Regions from separate parts of the Triticum aestivum genome. Here region 2 is linked to region 1. Evidence: chromatin contacts called from public Hi-C data. All regions are on one chromosome and are shown on one strand. Each heading gives the region's core, a stretch centred on a gene start, on an enhancer-like site or on the middle of the called end of the contact. The rest is flanking DNA. Distances are from core to core; before and after follow the strand shown. Region 1 holds the start of LOC123168073 (tRNA(adenine(34)) deaminase, chloroplastic). Region 2 holds the start of LOC123164435 (G patch domain-containing protein TGH homolog).

What was found. A called contact is a pair of places that touch in the nucleus more often than the background predicts.
Region 2: a contact with region 1 is called in a Hi-C map of leaf, with 4 times the contacts expected there. The contact joins the promoter of LOC123164435 here to the promoter of LOC123168073 in region 1. A contact is called at or near these places in 2 of 5 Hi-C or Micro-C datasets (both in leaf).

The regions. Positions count from the first base shown.
Region 1 is chr7D:194,560,435-194,566,210 of IWGSC CS RefSeq v2.1, forward strand. It overlaps LOC123168073 (tRNA(adenine(34)) deaminase, chloroplastic), which reads right to left and starts at 3,085. Exons shown (of 4, transcript XM_044585939.1): 1 at 1-3,085. The coding sequence starts at 2,932.
Region 2 is chr7D:194,793,430-194,799,478 of IWGSC CS RefSeq v2.1, forward strand. LOC123164435 (G patch domain-containing protein TGH homolog) reads left to right here and starts at 3,051. Exons shown (of 17, transcript XM_044581917.1): 1 at 3,051-3,305; 2 at 4,082-4,172; 3 at 4,264-4,358; 4 at 5,023-5,126; 5 at 5,635-5,696; 6 at 5,861-5,935. The coding sequence starts at 3,168.

The sequences.
Region 1 (5,776 bases), core at 1,835-4,334:
ACAAGCTTTCGTTGACAGACTTTCTGGTAGATGAACCACCTTGTATATTTTCTCTTGCGGTAGTTTCAGACGTTCCCAGTATTGTTCCTCTTTGCTCCATATCTACATTGATGATAGATGCCTCTTCGGTGCTCTCGATCCCCAAACTAGTAATATCTTTGTCATCAGAGATTCTGCCAGTGCCTGTATGCTGCGAATTCAAAACTGTGTCATGGTGCACTAATCTCCCGGTTTCTTCTACTCTTGTCAGTCTTTCTCTAGAATCCTGAGAGGATTCAGAAAATGTGGTCCCAACTTGATTGCTTCTGTCTATACCAGAACCTTGTGTAATTTGCAGATCACTCTCATCACGGCTATCCCTTCCCCCCACAATATTGAGGGCTGAAGTCCTACGAGCTTCATTGTTGCTTCGGTTATGCGAATTGCTAACAACCGCAGTGTCAGTAGCGTGGACCTTAGTAAGATCAATTTGTTCCTCCACACTACTAACAGTGTTTACAGATGAGGATGGCTGAAATCGATCATATATTCTTGTTTGGATATGGCTTTCTGAAGTACTTGTTGTAGCAGCATTGTTAGTACAGGCCTTAGTAAGTTCCGCTTGTTCTTGCATCTCTTTTGTGCTGTCAATAACTGAAGCCGAGTGAACTTGACCATACACTCCAGTGTCATGATGACTCTGTGAACCCCTGACTATTGTATTATCGCCAGCAATGACCTTGTTTTGATGGATTTGTTCTTGCTCGCCCCTTGCCCGGTCAATGAGACTTATGCTAGAGATAGAGTTTACATCTGATCTAGTGTCAGAACGATTTTGTGAGCTCCTAGAAGCAGAAATATCACTAGCATGAATTGTGGAAACATCAACATGTGTAACATTCTGCACATCTATGTCCGTTTCATGTATCACCTGCTGGTTTACATACCTCCTTTTGTCTCTTGTAATATGAGTTATATTTTCTACAGAGGTAGATCTATCATCGATATCCGTCTGGTTGACTTCCTCGTAATTTCTCTGTGAGTGAGAGGCCCTGCTAACATGTTGACTACTATCCATCTTTATATCTGTGAGCTTTTCTGTGCTTGTCCTTGAGTCAGTGAGTGCGACAACCTGCTGATCCACCACATCATGCTGATCAATTTGTCTTCTACTGTCATTAGCCATCTTTACAGAACTTTGAAGAGAAGATGACTTATTATCAATGTAGTTTCTTCTATCTTCCAGTTGATTACTCTGTGTTTCTGAATCCAGTTCAGTGTTGCTACCTCTGTTTAATGATGTCTCCACTATCCTCTGTGAGCTCTTTGATTCATCCTTTTGTGCCGCTACTTGCTGGTCCAAATCGCTACTGTGCTTCAAAATGGAAGAGTTCTTTGAACTGGAAATCAACCTTGTATCATCCTCGGTTATAACCTTGACATCTTGTGTTCCTGTCCTATGATCTCTTACCCTGACAAGTTGTGCATCATCATAACTGTACTCATCTTTCTCATCATTTGACAAACCAACCGAGGAAGAATAGCGTCTGCCTCTCTCTTCCAATGTCTGTGAAGCTCGTCGGTCTACATTATCATCCCACCGCACCCTCGAGGATGAATTCCCCCTTGAAACTCTTGTATCAACAGCGTTCCTTGAACTCGAAGCCCTCTGTGAATCATCCTCATGAAATGCAGATGCAGACCTCTGAGACCTACCATGTGAGTAGTTCTTATGCTCAGCAATATCTTGATCATCCTCCTCCATATACTTCTTTCTCCTTGTGTTCTGAATAACAAATCTTTCATCATCATTTCTAACGCGCCTCCCATCTCTTCTCACATCATCCTCACTGTCGATTTCAAAATCCATCCTCCCTGTTCTCCGATCAAATCTTCGGTAATCCTCATTATACCTGCCAGCTCCCACTCTTCTAGCATCATACACATCCTCATATTCAGAATCCCTTCTTTCTCTTCTCCGATCATATTTCCTGTCATCCTCACTGTATCTTCTAGCACCAGCATTCCTTGCCTCATCAGATTCAAACTCCCTCCTGCCTCTCCCTTCCATCACATCGCTTCTTCGCCTCGTATCCTCGTCATCGATGTAACCCCTCTGCTCCAACCTCCTCCGGTGATACCGATGCCTGTCATGCATCCCATTCACATCCCGAATTTCCCTCCGTCGGCCACTGTACCCGCCTTCATCATAGTACTCATTTTCCACACCCTTCCTCCGACGGCAATCTCGACATCTATCATCATCTTCTTCTTCTTCTTCTTTCCACTTCCTTCTAAAACTCGACTTACCTGGCCGCTCCCACTGAGCGTGACCGCATTGATCCTCATCCTCTTCACCATCCCAATCACTGTGGCATTCCATCGAACAACTTCTGTGCGGACACTGGCCACCCTCATACCTCCACACCTCCTGCCGCACCACCCTCCCCAGCAACCTCGGCGTATCCCGATGTCCACAGCTAGTTCCGAGACCTAACCTGCCACTGCCGTAGCTGCCGCAGCCGCATCCCCGCGCCTTCAATCGCCGGCAACCCACTCCGAGATTCGACCGTCCAGTGCCCTGCCCGCAGCATCGGTGCCCGCGCCCCTCCAATCCCCAAGTAACGTGCTGAACATACGACCTTCCGCCGCCGCTGCAGCAGCAGCGGGCGGCCGCGCGCCGGTGGCAGCAGCTGTGCGGCGGATGCAGCGGGGGCGGGGGGCGGAGCCGCGCGGAGAGGAGGAGGAGGTGAGCAGAGTGGCGGAGGAGGTACCCGTCGAGCAGGAAGCGGGGAGAGAGGTGAGGGTTGAGCGGGAGTAGCTCGCGGTGAGCACCGTCGCCGTCGTAGTGCTGCTGGCTGCAGTGGTGCGACGGGGCGTAAGGGGAATGGGCGTTGTAGGCTGGCTTCGCGGCCCTCAGGGCGAACGCGGCGGCGGAGTAGGAGCTGTACATGGCGGGAGCGGGACGAGGCACGCGCGGCGGCCGCCGGCGGTCCGACTGCCGGAGAGTGGAGCTGTGGGCGTGGGGTTTGAGGTGGGAGTGTCGTCCCGGGCTGGAGACTGGATCGCCCGTGACCGGGCGTCAGGGGAGCTGCCAAACCCACCAGACATGCTTCCCCTGCTGTCCGATCGGAAATGTACGGCTTGGATTGGGCGCCACTGGTTCCTGACACTGGTTCAGTGAGCCACCTGCGGCGCATGCTGTATTGCTGTGTGCCGGATCAGACAGCATCGTTAAATTATTTTTCGTCACGCGACTGCTAGCGGTTTAGCAGCTTGAATTGCGTGTACGCGACTAGTTTGTGCTTGGAAAAGGTCGCTTGCCGCAGGTCATGGGCGGTGCGACGACAAGATGCGAGATGTGGATGCAACGTGGGGTATCATGGCCTCACCCTCCCACGGCTTCGCTCGTTTTTAGTGGCATCACAGCACCTCCTGGATTCCGCGACCGCGCCGCAAAACAGCATCTCCAGCCATTGGCCCTGCACCAGACATAAAAATCGCTGCCTGCAGATGAGCCGGCGTTAAAATCGGCTTTGAGGGCGATCGGGTTCTCAGCAGCCGTCCCCAGTCGTCGATATCGGCTCATTTTTAGCGTAAATGTGTCCGCTTTTTGGCCTACTTTCGACGAAAAATCGGCCCGATATCAGCGCAAATCGGCCATATTCGCCATGGTTCGGCGCAAATTCAACAAAAGTAATTTCTTTATCACATAGTTCATCACAAGAAATCAATAGAAATCAAATAGTTCAACAATAAATAGTTCAATACAAATTATATAGTTCAACAAATAAAAACTCATATTTCATCACACGTCGAGCTAGGCGTTGCCCTTAAGCCTTCATAGGTGCTCCACCAGATCCTGCTGCAGTTGTTGATGCACCTGTAGGTCTCGGATCTCCTGACGCATATTGAGGAAGGCAGTCCAATTTGCCGGTAGCTGGTGATCAACTTGCGCAAGAGGACCCTGCATGTAATATGGTTCAGTGTCAAACACTGGCTCTTCCTGCTCGCTCTCAATGATCATGTTGTGCAAGATGACAGGGCAAGTCATGATTTTCCACATTTGATCTTTTGACCAGGTCTGAGCAGGGTACCGGACAACAGCAAATCGAGATTAGAGCACACTAAATGCCCGCTCGGCATCCTTTCTGCAAGCCTCCTGAACCTTCGCAAAGTGGGAGTTCTTGCCTCCTAGCACAGGTTTTGAGATAGTCTTCACAAATGTAGACCATCTCGGATAGATGCCATCAGCTAGGTGGTACCCCTTGTTGTAGTGCCGCCCATTGACCTCGAAGTTCACCGGAGGAGAACGACCTTCAACAAGCTTGGCAAAGACAGGGGAGCACTGCAGCACATTGATGTCATTGTGAGTTCCTGGCATACCAAAGAAGGAGTGTCAAATCCAGAGGCATGTGTGGCCACTGCCTCAAGTACCACACTACAACCGCCTTTGGCGCCTTTGTACGTCCCCTGCCAAGCAAATGGACAGTTCTTCCATTTCCAATGCATGCAGTCGATGCTTCCAAGCATCCCAGGAAATCCTCTTGCTGCATTCTGTGCTAGGATCCGAGCACTGTCTTCAACATTGGGTGATCGCAAGTATTGTGGTCCAAACACTGTCACCACTGCCCTGCAGAACTTGTAGAAACACTCAATGGTCGTCGACTTGGCCATGCGCCCATAGTCGTCGAGTGAATCATCGGGAGCTCCGTATGCAAGCATCCTCATAGCTGTCGTGCACTTCTGGATTGAGGTGAATCCAAGTTTGCCGTGCAATCCTTCTTGCACTTGAAGTAGTTGTCGAACTCCCGGATGGAATTCACAATCCTAAGGTAAAGCTTTCGGCTCATCCGATAACGACGTCGAAATACTTTGTCGCCGTGCAATGGAGCGTCGGCAAAGTAGTCAGAGTAGAGCATGCAATAGCCTTCCAGACGATGTCGGTTCTTTGCTTTCAGCCGCCCCGGCGCCAAGCCACCTCACCGCGGCTTTTCATTGCTCGCGAGCAGGCCGGCGAGGGCGGCGAGGACCATGAGATGCTCCTCGTCCTGGATGTCGGCATCGGCTTCCTCCTCCAGCAACGCCGCAAGCGCCTCCTCCTCGTCCGAGTCCATCGCCGAGCAGACAAATCGCTGAACACCTGGCGGGCATGGTGGGCGCCCAGCCGTCGGTATACCGCCCTGTGCGGCTGGAGCGCCGGGAAACTCGCCCGAAAGGTGGTGGAGAGGTTGCCGCGGCGAAACTTTCTCTCTTTTCTGGCGGGGAATAGCCTATCTAGCGGTGTTGGGCGGTGGGCGGCGCCGGGATCGGCGGGGTGGTGGCCGAGCGTGCGGGGATGGGGGCGAATCTGGACGACTGCTTGACTTTTCGCCTGACAGTGCGGCCCAGGCGTGTTTTCCCCTTACGCCGGAGCCCGCGAGCGCCTCCAGTGCGCTGGGTTCGGTCTGGGATCACCGGGCCCAAAGACGGGCCGAGTCGGCGGATTTCGGCGTCTTGGGGGCGTGACTGGGGTTTTTTTTGGCACCAGCGCGAAAAAAGTCGCCCTGGGGGGCTTGTTCGGGGTGCGGCTGGAGATGCTCTAAGGACTCTGCAAATTTTTACGATGCGTCGAGCGCTACGATGGAACAGATCCCACAAACGTTTATGGGATTTGTTCAATCAGTGCAGGACGCATTTGCAGGATATGTTCTGCCGCAGCGCTCGTCGCATCGCAAATTTTGCATAACATCAAACACAAAATGCATATTTCAATAATGTCAATGAGTGAAATCTTAATATAAACTCAATATGCAGA
Region 2 (6,049 bases), core at 1,801-4,300, 230 kb after region 1:
AGTGCTCAGCCGGCAGCCGGAGAGGCGGCCGACGCGGTTGGCACCAGCGGGCGTGTGGCCAAGGCCGAGAAGAGGGGCACCAGATCGAGTGCTCAGGCAGCAGCCCGATAGGCGAGACACGGTGGCCGGGTGGCAGCGGTAATTTTTTTCCTTCTGCAATTGTTCTTGCCATTTTGTGCATGCTTTTTGAGACTGATGACAAATTTTGTTCTCTATTTGTATATGCTTGTCCTTGCCTTTTACAATTGTAAATTTATGCATGTCTAAATTTGTTAGTAAACGTATGATTGTGTATGTATAAACTACTGATGTCAATAGTGGTGATGAAAAGACAAATAAAATGTTGCTTTGAAATTTAAATAAAATGCTTCTGAAAATAATATCATTATTTCATATATTGCCAGAAAATCAAACACCAATTTGAACTTATTCATTCCATTCCATTCCACCAACCAAACGTTCAGATGTAACCGTTTCATTCCACCTCATTATTCATACCAAACACAAAGATGGAACCATTCCATTCTTGTGGAGCGGAACCGTGACATTCCATTACACTTCACTTACGAACCAAACACACCCTTAGCTCTGTGTGCCTGTTTTGTGTGCCTGTTCGCTCCCAATAAACCGGGTCGCACAATACAACCTAGCATATAAAATTTGATCGTGTCACACTCGTCAATAGACTCCTGAAAGTTTCGCCCATTTTGTCCCTCTTGTTCTAATGGGCCAAAAGATACAAAGCATTTGTTAGTTTATTGCCAGAAAGCAAACGAGGTTTGATGCAGTTTGGGCTTGGATGATGTGGTTAGGAAAGCTTGTGAAATTGACCAAGCGAGGGGAGACTATTTCTTGAATTCTTACTCATGTTGCCAGATCAGGATCTGTTTATTTTAGGTCTCTAGAATGCTGGTGAATTGATCAGTATTACTTCTTGGTACTTGTGGTGAGTAAGACGTAAGGTGGTTCATGAAGGAAAGACTCAAGATGCTTATCACTTTTCTACAGGGATTCATGCTATTACAGCAAAATAGGCAACTCCTAAAAGAGGAGGATGAATTAGGCCTCCTTTGGATTTTGTAAAACTTAACGTCGATGCATATTTTGATCAAGACCTACTTAGGGGCACAACTGGCGCTGTACTCAAAGACGATAAAGGGAATTTCATTGTTGGCGGGAAATGAAAAAAATATTGGTGTGTTGAATTGTTGATGTCCCAACGGTTGAAGCTTTCACACTAAGATCCGGCTTATCGCTGGTGCAAAAAGCGGGCTGCAACTGCCTGGTTATTAATTTTGATAATTTGAAGGTCATCAACACCATGAAGAATGGAGGAGGATCTGTAGGAGCAGTGACGTCAATTTTTGATGATTGTTATTCTTTTGCGTGTCATTTTTCTCTCACTAGTTTTGAACCATACAATAGAGAAGAAGCGAATAAGGTGGCTCATGACCTTGCAAGGTAGCTAGATTTCCTCCGACTAATGTTTGGTTTGAGGAGCCTCTGAGCGAAATTGTACCTTTTCATAGATGATGATTAATAAATTTGTTCTTTTGGAAAAACATATAAAAATGGCCCCTTGCTTGCTCAAACAAAACTAACTACCAATTTTGACTAGCTAAACACCGGTGTGTTGCGATGCGATGAAACAATATTTAAAAAGTAGCAGCATGTGACCTACTGTCCTCGATCACGGTGGCATTAATTGCGTTGTGACGACGTTGGAGGCTAAATTATTCTAGGTGCATATGAAGCGATAGATTATGGGTTGTTCCTTTTTTTGGAAAAAATCTCTCTATGAGGAGAAATACCGTTGTAAAAAACCGAACTACTAGTTATCGGCATGCTTAATTAACTGTCTGACTAATTTATTACCTGCATCTGTGGCTAGGTTTCCAAATTGCTCTCGCGCAAAAAATCCCTATTCGATGGACCTAATTAATTACATACATAATTAATAGTCTGACTAATTAATTGTATTAATGGTTTGATTTTCAAATTAATCCAGCGCTCGGTTTCTAACTGCATTAGTGATTGCGTGTGAAACGACGATGTACCAAATCCCCTTTAATAGTATATAATTGGTGATTACGTGCGAAACGATGATGTATCAACTACAATAGTATAAATATATTTTAAAATGATGTAAATTCAAAAATTTCCTCAAAATTCTACGAACTTCATGAGTTTTTTGAAATGCAAATATAAGTAAGTTTCCAAGGATGAAACAATGCTCGTATTTTTTTAAATCATGAAATTTAAAGAATGCTCTTTGTTTTAAAAATTAAAAGAAAAAGAGGAATAAGAAAAACCAAGAAAATTCAACTAAAAACCGAATGAAAATAATAGAAAAATCAGTAAAAAAAATTAAAATGATAGGAACCATTCAAAACCAGCAGAAAAAACAGGAAAAATAAACCCAAATAAAAACTGATAAAACCAAGCAACAGGTGCTCTTACCCAGAAGAATATGATTTTCCCTTTTTTTCATGAGCATCTCCAATACCAAGGTTATTTAGTTCTAGGCTATTGTTAGACACTACTCCCTCCTTTCCTAAATATAAGCAGTTTTAGAGATTTCAATATAGACTATATACGGAGCAAAATGAGTGAACCTACACTTTAAAATATGTATATATATATATCTGTATGTAGTCTGTATTGAAATCTTTAAAAAGACTTATATTTAGGAATGGAGAAAATAGTTCATGAACATATTTTAAAACAGTTTAAAAAAATATAAGAGTAGTTTTGTCATCCGCACAAAATAACATATAATGTAGATATAGTTTTAATACCTACAATTATGTTTTAAAATTTATAAATATTGTTTTATATTTATAAATTATTTTTCTAAACAATACATTTTACATCTATTCAAAAACCGATTGCCGATTTTTAAACCAGTTTCTTTTAGCAAGCGAACGGGGGGACAGTGTTCGTCGAGGCTACACGGGGACAGAGTAGCGATTGGAGACCTTTTTTGGGCCCATATGTGCTTGTTAGGCTACACGGGTTACCGTACGGCCTATAGTCTCGGCCCACCTTTTTACCACCACGGAGAGACCCATCTGTCGCCCATCGGCAATTCCCCGTCCCGAACCGTCGTCGTGTACCAGCTTCGCCGCCAGCGAGCTAGGGCTTCCCACTCCGAGGATCCCCCGGCCATGGCATCCCACGACGACGACCAGGACCTCGTGGTCTACGGGACGCCGATCGAGCGGGAGGAGGACATCTCCGCCCGCAAGCGCCGCGCCGTCGCCGACGCAGGCCAGCTCCGGGCCCTTCCCGCCTGGAAGCAGGAGGTACGCACCTCCACCCCATTCACTCTCTGTGTACCTTTTGTAATCAAGCATCGGGATATATTTTTCTCCCTTCTATGGGGTTAGTTGACGGCGCATTAGTTGGTAATAGATTTCAGCTATGATCACTAGCAATTTCGTAATACCTCCGTCCCAAAAAGCTTGGCTTAGATTTTTCCAGACACGGATGTATCTAAGACAAGTAATTCGGGATGGAGGGAGTAGTTTAGTAGCTACGCATGCTAGTTTATACATCCGGGTCTGTCGGGAAAGCGAGTTCTTCAATTTAGGGTTTATTATGACAGAATCGTGTTCAGTGTTTCAGTTTACTGTTTTCGAATCCATTGAACTTCTTCAATAGTGTTTGTTGCGGTTGGGGATGCTGCAAATGTTCTTCAATTTAAGGTTTATTTGACGGAATCATGTGGAGTGAACTATGGGGATGTTCTGGTTTGTAGTAAGGTTGCCACGCTTAACCTTTGGCTTGCAGTTGTGGTGCGCCACACTTTCTTAGCCACATGGTCCAGATGTCATAGGCTCTTTTTTCTTTGGCCAAATCTTGCCACACTTATGGTGACCATTTTGTTCACCACACTTTTTTGTGGCAGCACAGTTTTCCTGATGTTAGTTGTGGCAATATTTCCTTCTTTTGTTACCAACTTGTCAGACACTTGGATTGTCTCTTCTGTTAGCATTGTCATGGAATTGTGTAGCATATGATTTTAAGTAACCAATACCTCTGTTTTTTTATTAAAAAATGAGATGTGATCGGAGTGTAGGTCAGGGATGAGGAAGGGCGGAGAAGATTTCATGGTGCATTTACTGGAGGCTTCTCTGCTGGCTTTTACAATACTGCTGGCTCAAAAGAGGGTATGTTTGTTGCCTTGAGATTATGTTTTTAATATGTGACAATATCGCTGAAGAAATGAATGGGGTTATAAAAAAGTCATTTACTTTATAGGATGGACGCCACAGACATTCACATCTTCACGAAAAAGTAGAGCTGAGCATAAAAAACAAAGCATATATAATTTTCTTGATGAGGAAGATATCAAGGTATGTGATGCTTTTTTTTCTTCTAATGCTCACTTTTTGTATGGAAATTGATAATCTGCAGCAGTCGTACACTGTTTTGTTGTATTTCAAATCATGGTATTCCATACTGGACTGCCTAATGTTTAATGTTTTGAGTGCGAATGCAAACACGCCATGTTCTAAAAAATCTAAAAAACAAGACATTTACATGAAAATGCTTTGATTTTCAGTTTTAATAGACAAGTAATTTTGGTTTGTAATGAAATTGCTCCATGATTGGAAGTAGAATGATAACATCAATATTGTAACTATCATTATCTGCGAAATTATGCCAGGATAACTATAAGCATGTTATCTCACATCTTTAGTTAATTTACTTGACAACATATATCTGTTTACAGACGCTTGCTGTAAAGGTAAAGCTAGTACAGATATTGCCCATCAAAGAAGCAAAAGACTGTAAACTGTCTTCCCTGTTTCTTAGAATGTTGAAAATGTGTAAACCTTGACGAGCATGTACCAGTGGTTCGTGAACTAGTGTCAGTGTTGACGTATTTGACTGAGCTTGGCCCCCAACACTGTCAAATTTTTTTGGCTTTGATTGTACATAAGTGATTTCTCAGGATAAATTTGTTTCATGAAATTGTGAACTTATCTGTTGACAAATTTGGGCACCAATTTGCAGGATATGGGAGGTAATGCCTTGGAAACATCTCAACAGTATGATACATTCGGTTTTACAGCTGCAGAGCATGCCAGAAAACAAGCATCCAAGGAACAAAATGAGAGGTTAGCATCTTTACATTGCATAACTGACATGAAGCTTAGGGGATGTTTGGTTGGCTACAACACTTGGCTAACGGCTAGCCTAGGTTTGGTAAAGTGTGGCAAGCCACACTTCTTGTGGCAACTAAGTTGTTTGTCACAAGTTAGGTTGTTTTGTTCGCCAATTGTGTGTGATGGATGAGCTGGCCATGGTATTATGCAACTTTGGTGTGCCCAAACTGCAGCAGTGAACCATATGGCTTTCATCAGACAAACATGCATGAGTTGTGGTAAGGGGTGGAAATTAACCCAACACCCTCGAAATCAGCTTTACTTAACTGTCCTCTTTACTGTTAGCTGCACTGAAGTATTAATGTGGCTGTACACACTTTAGATTTCTAGTATTACTCTTGTCTTCATCAATTTATGTTCGTATCACCATGCCTTTTTAACTTAAATGGCAAAAGTTACTGTTCTCAGTTCACCACTCTAATTGATATATATGTAAACATATTTGCACATCTGCATGCAGACCATCAGCTATTCCTGGACCTGTTCCTGATGAATTGGTGGTCCCTGCCACAACCTCGATTGGTTTGTCTCTGTTGTTTTATCTTTTCAACTACTCCCTCCGTTTCTAAATATAAGCCCCTTTAGAGATGTAGTCCGTATTGGAATCTCTAAAGGTCTTATATTTAGAAACGGAGGGAGTATATGTATTTTCAGATAATAGTAATATCTTGACATCTTTTGAGCAGGCGTGAAGTTACTGATGAAAATGGGCTGGCACCAAGGTCGTACCATCAAGGATGCACATGCTGACTCCTTATATGGTATGCATTTTGTCTGTGAATTTGAAGCCATTTCATAGTTGATCTATGGGACAAACTTGTTCTGTGTTGCTTTCAATGTTTTTTGTTGAATTCATCCAAAGTCTGGCCTACCAT